Linked DNA regions of Mus musculus: all the other regions are linked to region 1. The links are chromatin contacts, called in public Hi-C and HiChIP or PLAC-seq maps. All regions are on one chromosome and are shown on one strand. The core of a region is the stretch at or near the end of the contact, and the rest is flanking DNA. Distances in the headings are between cores, read along the strand shown.

Region 1 (3,648 bases), core at 553-3,052:
CTATAGTCTGAGCTACTTTAGAAACCACAATGCTAGAACATTTTCAATCATGGAGACCTGGCACTCATAGTATTCTGTTGATTTTTTTTTTTAAGAGCAGTAGATGATAAGCTCAGGGGAAAAGTATGCTTAAGAACAAGAAAGGAGAACAAATTGCTGAGTGGTTATCTTTGGATAGAATTATCATTTCTATAGTCTTCTGTGATTTCTCATTTCTCCATACTTTTAACAATGAACTGATTATCACTGAAAATTTTAACACTAGAATATTTAATCCAAAAAAGATATCACTGTTAAGGAAAATAAGAATATGCTCAAGGGCCAGAGAAACAGTGAAGGGGAAAGTCCCAGCCTGGCTTGCACAAGGACCTGGGTCTGGGCCCCAGCACTCACAGGGGAGGGGTTCTCCTGTTGGAGGCGGGAGGAGAGCGGGATGCTATTTATTCATTCACCCTAGGCCAGCCTGGACATCACAATTCCTCTGCCTCAGCCTGCTGACTCCTGGAAGTCGAGGCATATACCACCATACTTGAATCAGGTCTAAGTAAACAAGTAATAATAAATGACTGATGACAACTGGTATCGAAGTACTCTAGATGATCTACAGCATAAACAAAGGGTAGGAAAATATTTCCTACAACACAGTTCTAAAAGCAACCACTGGCAATTATAAGTGCTTTATAAGCACAATACTACAAAGTGTACTTCACTTCTGGACTTTAGAAAGAGGTGTTTAAAGTCTCTTAAATGATGTATGAAGAGTCAGAGATTCGAAAGCCACTTACATTTTCTGTTGTGTGTTAACAGCACTTGTTTCAAGTCCACTGTTGCTTTTCCTAATAGAGCATCTGCCTTTAAAGTGTGGTGACTCCAAACTCGGAACTCCAAGGTGGTCTGTGGGGTCACATTTCTGCATGAATAACATTGTAACAAAAATAAACATGTCATCGCTGTGTGTGCTAACTCTTCTAAGTTATTTATATTAATTATTATTTTTCTAAAACCATGAATTGAATTCAATACTGTATAAAACAGTAACCTGGATCAGAAATGAAAATAACAAATATTTTCAAATACATTGTGGCCTTGATAACTACTTTAGGATTATTGTAGTTAGCAACCACTGAGCTATGCATCACTCAGAACCTTACTGAGACCTCAGAAAATCCTCTCCCCTGGGAACACATTTCTAAACCTTTTCAGAATGGCTGACACTAGTTATAATGTTTCTACTACATTCAAATTTATACTTCATGTGCCAAATTTATACTTCAAAATGCCAAATTTAAGAATGGCTGACTTTATTTCTATTCAAAGCAATCAGAAAAAAGGCTAAGTAAACATAATTGTCTATAAAATAAAAACACAAATTACTATCCATCCTCTATGAGAAAAATGATAAAAAAAATTCTTCAGATGCAAAATTCTTTCTTAGATAAAGAAAAAAGCTTCACTACGTGAAATCTACAAAATACAAAACATAGAACATGTGATTTTTCTATTCTTACGACATGATACTCACACAATCAGCTGCTCGTCCCATTTTGGATTAGAGGAACTACTGGATTTTGCTGTTTTCTTAACTTCTCCATCTACAATGACTTCAGTATATATTGCTGTTCCAAACCAGTTCTTTTTTCTTTTTAGTTTGGCACTAGAAACTAATAGAAAATGATAATTACTGGTGAGTATATGTAAACACATAGACACACAGACACACAAACACAAACAGACACACACGAGAAACCAAAAAGACAAAAAAGAGCAATACCTACTAGAAAACCAATAAAAACAGAAGTGTCCTTCCACCTCTAGCATATATCTTAATGGCAAAAGGAGAAGATACTAATCTCTAAAACCATCTAATTTCTCAGTAGCCGACTTACTGATAAATACATCTATTAGAATAGGATGCTTCATTTTAATAGATCCAGACATGTACAAACATATCCAAATTGACTGTAAGATATTTTGTTACTTTACCATTAAGTAGTATTTTCCATTTTCCTCCATGTCCCTATTCTGTCTCTATAGATTGCCTGTTCTGAAATGTCTGTGTTGTGGGCTCTTTCACCTAACAGGTTTTCAGGTCTCATCAGTATTGTACCACGCCTCAATACTTCACTCCTTTTTCTTCTAAATACTAGTCCATTATTGATATACCACATTTTATTTATCTGTCAGTTGACAGACATTTAAATTACTTTGTAGCTGTTGTGTCTAGGACTTCCATAAACACTTATGAGCAAGTTTTGCTGTGAACATGTTTTAATTTGTCTTGGATATAATATTTCTATTATTTTATACTCCTATCAGACACAGCAGATCTGATATTTGCATATCTAGTAACATATATTGATGTATATTTTAGATAAAGTTCTCCCTATATAACCCATGCTAAACTTAAATTCACTAGCCTCCCTTGTCTTGCACGTGCAGGGGTCATTGGCATGCACTACCATACTTGGATAGTTTCTACTTTTACCTACTATTTAAATATAATTTCAAACTGTACCAAGGATTGAGAGAAAAATAAATGTCTGCATCTAGATAGTGCTCATTATATATCTGTGGTTCATTTATTAGAAATTATTTAATGTTTTACACACAAAAAAATGTTTACACAAAAAAGTAGTTTCACACAAAAAAAATGTATCTGATTACGAAAGAATTCATTAATTAAACATGTGCCATTAATGATTGCAACTGGTATAACAAACACAGAACTGTACATTTTCAGGGTAAATTACTGAGTACCAAGCAGCAAAACATGTCACAGTCCCTTCTATAACCAAGTCACTGTAACCATTCTGGATCTGAGGTGACAAAGGAAAAGACCCTGTGTCATACACATGAATCATTAAGATGAGAAAGAATACAACATAAGCTTCTATTCTACTGAGAGCGATTAGACAAACAAACCAATGACATACAAAGTGAAAGTGACTTGTCAGAGGTGAAGACTCAGAAATAATTACCCCTATTAATATGTAAAGAATAACAAAAAAGATTATAAGCTAACATTTGTTAAAAAGATAACAGAGTGCAACAATGTTCGGCATTATGTCTCAAGTGCTTCTATGAGGGTCTCCATGAAGCTCATTCCCATCCAAGACGTTCCAATTGCTCTAAGTTCACCACCAAGGGAAACTCCCCACTCAGAAGCTTTCACTCCAAATAAAAGTTATCCTTTGGATCCATACACATCCTATCTATCCACACATTGTACGTAAAGAGAAGGAAGAGAAGGCAGCACAGGATCATAATAAAAGCATACAAGTGTAATATGTCTGGGTTCATGTTTTAACTTTGCATCACTAGAATCCTGACCTGAAGGAGGTCAATTAACGGCTCTGCCCCTCCATTTTCTCACCTGAAAAACAGGGGGACAATAATACCCGGTTCTTAGGATTGGTGAGTGAAGGCATGCAAAGCACTATCAGCAGCAGCAAATCCCCGGGGTCCAACACGGTTACTGAGCCTATGCCATTAATAATGAGTTAACTGCAGACCCACTCAAAACATGCCCACAGTGTACCGGGGCAAAGTGCTTGGTAACACTAAAGCTGATACAGTAACAGACTCCTCCCGCCAATTGGTTTTTAAATATATTCTTTACTCTCATAAAAATTTGTAACACAGCTCAAT
Region 2 (3,648 bases), core at 383-2,882, 370 kb after region 1:
GTTCCACGTACAACAACCCCCTTTTAAGGAAAGTATGCACTCCCGTCAGACTTGACCCATATCTGTGAGATAGCAGCAATCTATTTATGAGGGTGGAGTCCCCATGACCTAGTTTAGTAAGATCATGTAGTAGACACATATTTATACCTTGAGAAGTAGTAGATTACAGAATACGTGACTTTCCACCTCTAGCAGAAATTACCTAATAGCTTCCTAAAACAGTTAAAAATAATTGATAAGCTATCAGAACTATTAAAATTTAACATGGCCAAACCCATTCGTTTTTCATTAATACTTGATTTTTTAAATGTTTTATGATGTTCATAAAACTTGATATCTTATGAAAACATCTGACCATCAAAGTTATGAATGGATACACATATAATTTATATTTTCATACCAAAGTCTAGTATTTCCCCTTTCCCCTTTGTATCTTTTCTCTATCTGGATTTTATTTTTGTGAATAATAGCAGATAATTTTCCTCCTTTGTGGATAGATGCTGCTCCAGAGGCATGGATGCATATTTGCAATAGATCCTTATCAACTCAGGCTCAATCCTGCTTTGCATTTTCTCAATATCTTTCGACACTCCAGTCTACAATAGTCTTGCTAAACTAAACAATGTATTGCATTTCTTGATGAATGCCAGAACCTTGTCACTAGTTTTCCACAAGTCACATTGTATGTTTTTCCCCCTAAATTGTATACCTCTTACACAAATAACACCATTCAAAATACCGTTTCATCTTCAACAGATTTTCTATTTTAACCTGGAGTTTAGTTGAACCTTGATAGGAAGAAACTTACCTTGTGCTGCTGGCTATGAGTGCATGCATTTGAACATTCAAAATATATTAGTCAACCTGAGTTTTTAACTGCTTAGCTTTGCTCTTATCATTTTATAAGATACTAGTGGTTTTCTGGGGTTGCTGGTAACAGCGAAGTTAATCAAGCACTTTGTATCGAGTGTGGCCTGGTATTGTTTTTTGGGGGGCTAGGTGGCAAGAATCAGCCCCTTCCCTTGACAGGGTTCTAAAGGAAAGGGAGACACAAGTACTCTAAGTACTCTGTGCTTTTTACTTCCTCCAGACATCCTTGTGCCCAAATAAATATGTTATCAGTGGTTTTTCGGAAGTGAACCCCTGTCCTAACATCGAATGCTGTCAGGATATCAAAGCCAGAAAACCTATGCGTTTATGCAGCATAGTTCTCTGGTAACTTCTAGAACCTTGCGGGCCTTGCTGCTTGGTTACCGCACAGAGCCAGGTGGGACCCGAGCTCGCCATCAGGTCCCGGGGTGGTCGTATCCACTTGGTGTAGGTGACCTCGCCAGGCCACATAAGAGTTCACAGGGAGCATTCAGAGGTCTCCACAGCTGCCTTCGCGCGCGTGCCACTCGCTGGGCCGCGGGATGCGAGTTGCAGGTCGCGCGTTGGGCGATGGACAAGCTTGGAGCACGCTCCCAGAGCCTTCTGTCCCCGGCCCGCCCCCGGCCCGCCTCGGCCCGCCCCCGGCCCGCCTCGGCCCGCCCCCCGGCCCGCCCCCCGGCCCCGCCCCCGCCCGGCCCGCCCAGCTCCGCACCGCAAGCACCCGGACTGCACTTCCCAGAGGCCTGAGCGGCGCGGCCTTGCGCGCCCTCGAGCTTGGCACCGCCCAGGCCGCGAGACCGCGCCCCAACCTGGCCGCCGGGCGCGCGCCTGGCTGAAGAACCTTTTTAAGTGGGGGCGGAGGCCGGATTGCGATTGCGATCGCGATGGCGAACCTGGGCTACCTGCTGTGCTTGTTGGGTTTGCTACTATGCGGGCTTTCAAGTCCCGGGATGTCCAGACCCTACAACCATGGCTCCGAGAGGCCCATCATCGGTAAGGAGGCTTGGGGCAGGTGTTGCGGACCGGTAGTCTGCGAGGCGCTCTGTTTCTCAGCGGTGCAGACCCCGCGGCGCGCTTCTCATCAATGGGACCTTATGCTGATGTCCTTCTAGAGACCTCTGCATCTGGAGGATCGGGATCCCAATGAAGGCTCAGCTCTTCGCTACTACTTGGCACCCAAAGCAGCTAGAGGCGGTCCCGTAACTTTTAGGAACCACAGTTGAGGCAAACCCAGGATTTGAGGTTTCCGTGCGGGAAAAGAATTTTAAGGACAGTCAGTGTGAACCAAGCTAGGATGTATCAGAAGTAGGAAGAGAAGAGCTCAAGTTAAGAAGGAAGCAGAGGAGAAATCGTGCTGTGGGTTTCTCAGAGAAGACTCCACCTCGGCTGACCTAGTGCTCAATTTCGTAGTTCAAGAAGTTTCCAGAGGATCTCACTCTTTATTCCTGTTCTCGTAGTCCATAATGATAATTAAGATTATAGGACGGCTGCAGAGGTGCCTTGAATAAGATAAGAGCAAGGAGCTACTAGTGTTGCACAAGGGGTTAGTATGTGTCTTTTACTGTACATGAAGTTTCCAGTGAAATATCAGAGGAAATAACAGAGAAGGGAGAAAGACCTTAAAAATGTTAGTTTACTCTTGAGTGTTAACTGGTGAGAGGATTTAGTCAGATTTCAGGGTGATGGGTGCTTTTCCTGACCTGTGTTTCCACCATTTTCCCTGCCTTTCCAATCCCAGAAATTCTGCACACAGGTAAAACTTACGTTTCTTTGCTCCAGGACATACATGAAGATACAACACACACACACACACACACACACACACACACACATACACACACACATGAAATAGGTAAGAAACTAAAGTGTGTCCTGGACTTGGACTTTGCCATTTTTAGCATCAAGTATCAACATCGACTTTGAGGATTTGAATATTCATTTTATCTCAGCCAAATCGTGACATTGTTTCTGTCTGGCATATTTATGTTTCAATCAGGGTAAAACTGGTTTGCATTCATGTCAGACATTTGATAGCATCCAAGGAGAAATCAGCCTGTAGTTAAAGTTGACAAAAGAAATTTATAGGTAGACAAATGTAGGAATTTGACATTTATCTTATTTTTTTCTTCCTTGAAGTTGAACACTAAAGAGAAACTAGAAACTTGTTTTATGTATTCAGGAGTGGTCCGGTTTTCAAGTGGGTGGCTTACTAATATTTGGAACCCTTCCTTCAAAGCTATTTCCATAGATGGGTAGATTCTTCAAGTTGAGTCATGTAACATATGTAGTGAATTGCGTTTGTGGATCTAGCGAATAGAAAAAAAAATTAAAAGATGACAGGAGATTTTGTTTCTTAGAATTTTGGCAACTCTAAGTTGCATATAACAAAAGAGAGAAAGTATGGTTTTGGCTAACCTAATCAATTATGTTTTCCTTTTATACTTAGAGTTTGTGTGTATACATGTGCACATGCATGTGCATGCTTCTCACATACACCTATGGAGGTCAAAAGACAACTTCAGGAGTCAGTTATCTTTCTCCACATGAGTCCTGGGGATCTAACTCAGGCCCTCAGACTCAGCAGCAAGTGCCTTTACCTACTGCTAAATGATGGTGAAGCCACCTCTCCAATCAATTAAGATAATATTGTCGATTGGGCATGTAATATGGATACTTTATTACTGTAGGAAACACAAAGTATTCAAAGACAAGGAAGCCACAGAAGTGGTGAAATAGCCTAAAGTGTACAAGCCATCATTTGGGAGCACATGTTGAGAC
Region 3 (3,648 bases), core at 455-2,954, 280 kb after region 1:
ACACAAAAATGTTCAATTTCTTCCATAATATGTAAAATAAAATTTAAATAACAAAACGATTGTGTCTGTGTGGGCATGTATGTCACAGTGTATGCGTGGAGTCTGTTTCCCCACATGAATCAAACTTCAGTCTTCAGGCTTGGCTGTGGGTATCTTTACCCACCAAGCCACCTTCCTGGGCTGATAGTACTCTGAACTCTCCAGTGCAAGTGGTGGGAGATCACAGGCTAGTAGATACTTGATCGCACTACCTCATAGGAATGGGGTCACTTTGGAATCAGTATCCACTAAAGTAGTAATGCTTTGGCTCTTTGTAGCCACCAGCGGTCATGGGTTACTGGTTTCCTGAAAGAAAAAATGGGGTTGATGGGAAAGGCAGAGTGGGAAAATCAGAGAGAGAAATAATGAGCCAAGACACAGTTCTCTGATCAAGGCCCAATGTTTACTTATGAGTCTTAGCATATAAGGGCCAGGGGCATCTCTCCCTATGCCAGGATCTCATGGTCACTTTGTCAGAATCTGTCAGAAAAACAGGCTCAGCCTCTCAGCAGGTAGTGGCATCTTGGAGGAAACTGTATTTGTGTCAGGACAATAGACTTTACCTAGGTTGGAAGTCTCCACCCTAGGTGGGCTAGCAACTGTGGCAAACCAGGTCTGAGACAGCCTGCTCAAGGCTGAGGCAAGGGCACAATTCCTCCCTTTTTATTTATTAAAAATTAGCTGGACTGGGGCATAAAATTTATTTATGCTCCATGGTCCTGCCTGCGAATTATGGTGACTGGTGACTGTGCTTGGCTTCAGTCTGAATGTCTATACTCCTTCTGACCTGTCCCTAGGTGGGCTAACAACTGTGGCAAACCAGGTCTGAGCCTGCCTGCTTAAGACTGGGAGAGAGGGCACAGCTCTTAAATTCACAGTGGCATTTCTAGAAATTACTCCTACATATTATTGCCAAATGTGCAAAAGTCTATAAAACATCATTACTTATGTAACAGAAATCACAAATTAATAGATTTAATAATAAATTAATATATTTCAAAAATGCTACATCCAGGAATTGGAAATATATGCAGATATTATAATGATAGAATAAATATGTATGTTAGAGTGTATGATAGTTCATTGTTTTAAATTAAAGAAAGAAGATGTAGAAGGGTCCTGCATTATGACATCCTCAGTGTGACAAACATGTCCTCAGAAACTTGATCTGACTAAAAAATACAGTGATTGCTTCTAGAGAAAAGCAGGATATTTGGGCTAAGAGGGAAAGGTTTACTTTCATTTTACAATTAGTTTGGAAAATGTTTAATTGATATATTTGCTCTAAATATACAGGAAAAAAAGGAAATGCACCTAAGAAGTAAGACTGGAAGAAAGGAAGAGGTTGCAATGCGGAACACATCCAGGATCCTAACGGACAGGACTCATCTGCACTAGAGGTTCCCAGGGTGCAAAGAGCAGGCAAGTTTGTAATGCTAAGATGTTCTAATTTCTTCAATCAATTAAAAAATGATGGTGTGTGTGTGTGTGTGTGTGTGTGTGTGTGTGTGTGTGTGTGTGTGTGTATGAAGGTATCATTTCTCCAGTGGTTTTTGTTGTTGTTGCTGCTGTAGTTCTTTTGTTTTTTGAGACAGGTTCTCCCCTGACTTGGTACTTACCAATTAGTCTGGACTGTTTACTGACTGAGCAGCCTCGGGGACTCTGCCTGTCTCGAGCTCTTCTGTGGTGAAATTGCAAGCATGTGTTACCATAACTTCTTCTTGTGTGGGTTCTTGTGTTCAAAGTCAGGACTTTATGGTTGCAGGGCAGGGACATTATCAAGCTTCTGAAAAAGTTTTAAAAATAAAAACATCGAACCTGTACCTGTAACCTGTCACACCCGCTCTTGGGAATTGGAGTCAGGGTCAAAATGTTGACCCAAGTCTGAGGTACATAGCAAGGCTGTGTCTCAAGCAGACACAGCAACCACAGAGAATAATCATGTGCTTCTTACCCTAGCATTTCCTAAACACTGTGCTAGGAAACTGCCAAAGCTAAGACGTGAAAGACATTACCCAAGATCACCATGAGGCACACAGAAGATCTAGAATCAGGAATTTGGGATTCAGTCATTGACTTCTGTGTGAATCCAAGAAGTAAGAATGCAAACCAAAGCCCGGGGGATGGGGGTTCCTTCCCATGCATAAGATATGTAAGTATGAAAATGTTTTCATGTGATGAATATAAACAAAGAAAAATTTAAGAACATAAATTAAGAAATAATGAGAAAAGTAGGCTTTGAATGCTTATAATTTATGTGCAAACACAAAGAAAAAATAGGGTACAATTTTATGCAAAGTTGTACTGTAAATATTACTCATCTCCACAGAGAATCAACTCCCCCTTTCTTTGTAATTTACTGACCTGCATTTATCACACTGCCAGCAACATAAGCTTGCCAGCTAAGCTCCTCCAGCCCAAAAGCAGGACTCTGTCATGGTGTCCTATCACCAGAGGATACTCCATGCAGTTAGAGGATCTTGAAGAACTATATTATAATTTATGCCAAATGTCATATGTCAGTCCCAGAAAATTTGTATTTAGAGAGACTGTTGTGGACAAAGGGATCAGGAGAAATGTGTTCAAGACAAAATGGGTCAGGACCATAATAAGAGGGATACAGGCCATCATGTCTCTGCAGAGGGCTTGGCACTGAGTCAGAAGGTCTCTCAGTTCCATGGTACAAGGGAGCTCATCAGAGTCTAGAGGGTCAAAGCTGAGAACACTAGGCAGAGGCAGTGGGCATCTGCAGTGCGACAGTGTTTGCAGAACATTGCACATATGAGCTCATAGCAGCTATGTCTAATGCGTGCCTTTCCCCTCCACAAGGACTCATGCCGTTGTATGTGCACGTGAGTGTGTGCCTGTGTGTGCGTGTGCATGTGTGTGTGTGCATGCATGTTCACAGGTGCTGACAGAAGCCAGAGGAATGAACAGAATCCTCTGTAGTGGGAATTTCGGTGCTATGAGCCACCTACTGCGGATACTGGGATCTGAGTTCCACTCTTCATAATTGGACAGCAGCAAGCACTAACTGCTGAGCCATCTCTCCGTCCCTAAATTTGTTTTTAATTAAAAGAGCTTGGAAGTTCTCAGCAGTTCTCAATCTGTGGGTTGTTACCCCACTGGGGATCTCACATTAGATATCCTGCATATCAAATATGTATATTACAATTCATAATATTAGTAAAACCACAGTTATTAAGTAGCAATGAAACATTTTTTTCCATTGGAGGTCATCAATAACACGAGGAACTATACAAAATGGTTGCAGCATTAGAAAAACTGAGAGCCACAACAGTTCTAACCAACAGTTAATTAGACATACCTCTCAGCATTGCTGGGAACCCTGACCAACAAGGCAGCTCACATTGGAATTTTGACATCACTCTGCCATCTTCTGGTGAAACTGCAGATTGCAAATCAATTTCTAAACACTGGGTTTCTTTATGTAAATAGAGAATGCAGTCTTAGTGGAAATAATATCCAGACTAATAAGCACGTTAAACATCATATTCACTTCATGAGTTCCTTTCAGTAATATTTTTATGAAATAACTCCTATTTATTCCTAGTAGAGAAAAAGAAGGTATTCTCCTGGATGATAATA

Evidence for each region. A called contact is a pair of places that touch in the nucleus more often than the background predicts. HiChIP or PLAC-seq counts read pairs in DNA pulled down with a chosen protein or histone mark.
Region 2: a contact with region 1 is called in an H3K4me3 HiChIP or PLAC-seq map of bone marrow-derived macrophages, with 4 times the contacts expected there. The contact joins the promoter of Ggh here to the enhancer-like site in region 1. A contact is called at or near these places in 3 of 39 promoter capture datasets (hippocampal neurons and liver), 1 of 484 Hi-C or Micro-C datasets (cortical neurons), 1 of 115 datasets of contacts at active chromatin or transcription factors (bone marrow-derived macrophages) and 3 of 9 other capture datasets (adipose tissue, bone marrow-derived macrophages and liver).
Region 3: a contact with region 1 is called in a Hi-C map of bone marrow-derived macrophages, with 39 read pairs. The contact joins two enhancer-like sites. A contact is called at or near these places in 1 of 15 datasets of contacts at CTCF or cohesin (CD8 T cells), 9 of 484 Hi-C or Micro-C datasets (the C2C12 cell line, CD8 T cells, the STO cell line and 5 more), 1 of 115 datasets of contacts at active chromatin or transcription factors (microglia) and 2 of 9 other capture datasets (adipose tissue and liver).

What each region holds. Positions count from the first base shown.
Region 1 is chr4:19,671,634-19,675,281 of GRCm38.p6, forward strand. It overlaps Wwp1 (WW domain containing E3 ubiquitin protein ligase 1), which reads right to left. Exons shown (of 25, transcript NM_177327.5): 4 at 1,523-1,661; 5 at 786-910. Among named protein-coding and RNA genes, the nearest start is that of Wwp1, 36 kb to the right of the region's middle. Within about 2 kb of position 1,803, at least 7 of the 459 cell types and tissues checked have an H3K27ac peak or open chromatin away from gene starts, as enhancers often do. A contact at or near this core is called in bone marrow-derived macrophages, where this site is marked.
Region 2 is chr4:20,040,420-20,044,067 of GRCm38.p6, forward strand. It overlaps Ggh (gamma-glutamyl hydrolase), which reads left to right and starts at 1,633. Exons shown (of 9, transcript NM_010281.2): 1 at 1,633-1,863. The coding sequence starts at 1,755. It overlaps 4930598A11Rik (a long non-coding RNA gene), which reads right to left and starts at 1,485. Exons shown (of 2, transcript XR_881147.2): 1 at 809-1,485.
Region 3 is chr4:19,948,762-19,952,409 of GRCm38.p6, forward strand. No RefSeq gene overlaps it. Among named protein-coding and RNA genes, the nearest start is that of Atp6v0d2, 28 kb to the left of the region's middle. Within about 2 kb of position 1,705, at least 9 of the 459 cell types and tissues checked have an H3K27ac peak or open chromatin away from gene starts, as enhancers often do. A contact at or near this core is called in bone marrow-derived macrophages, where this site is marked.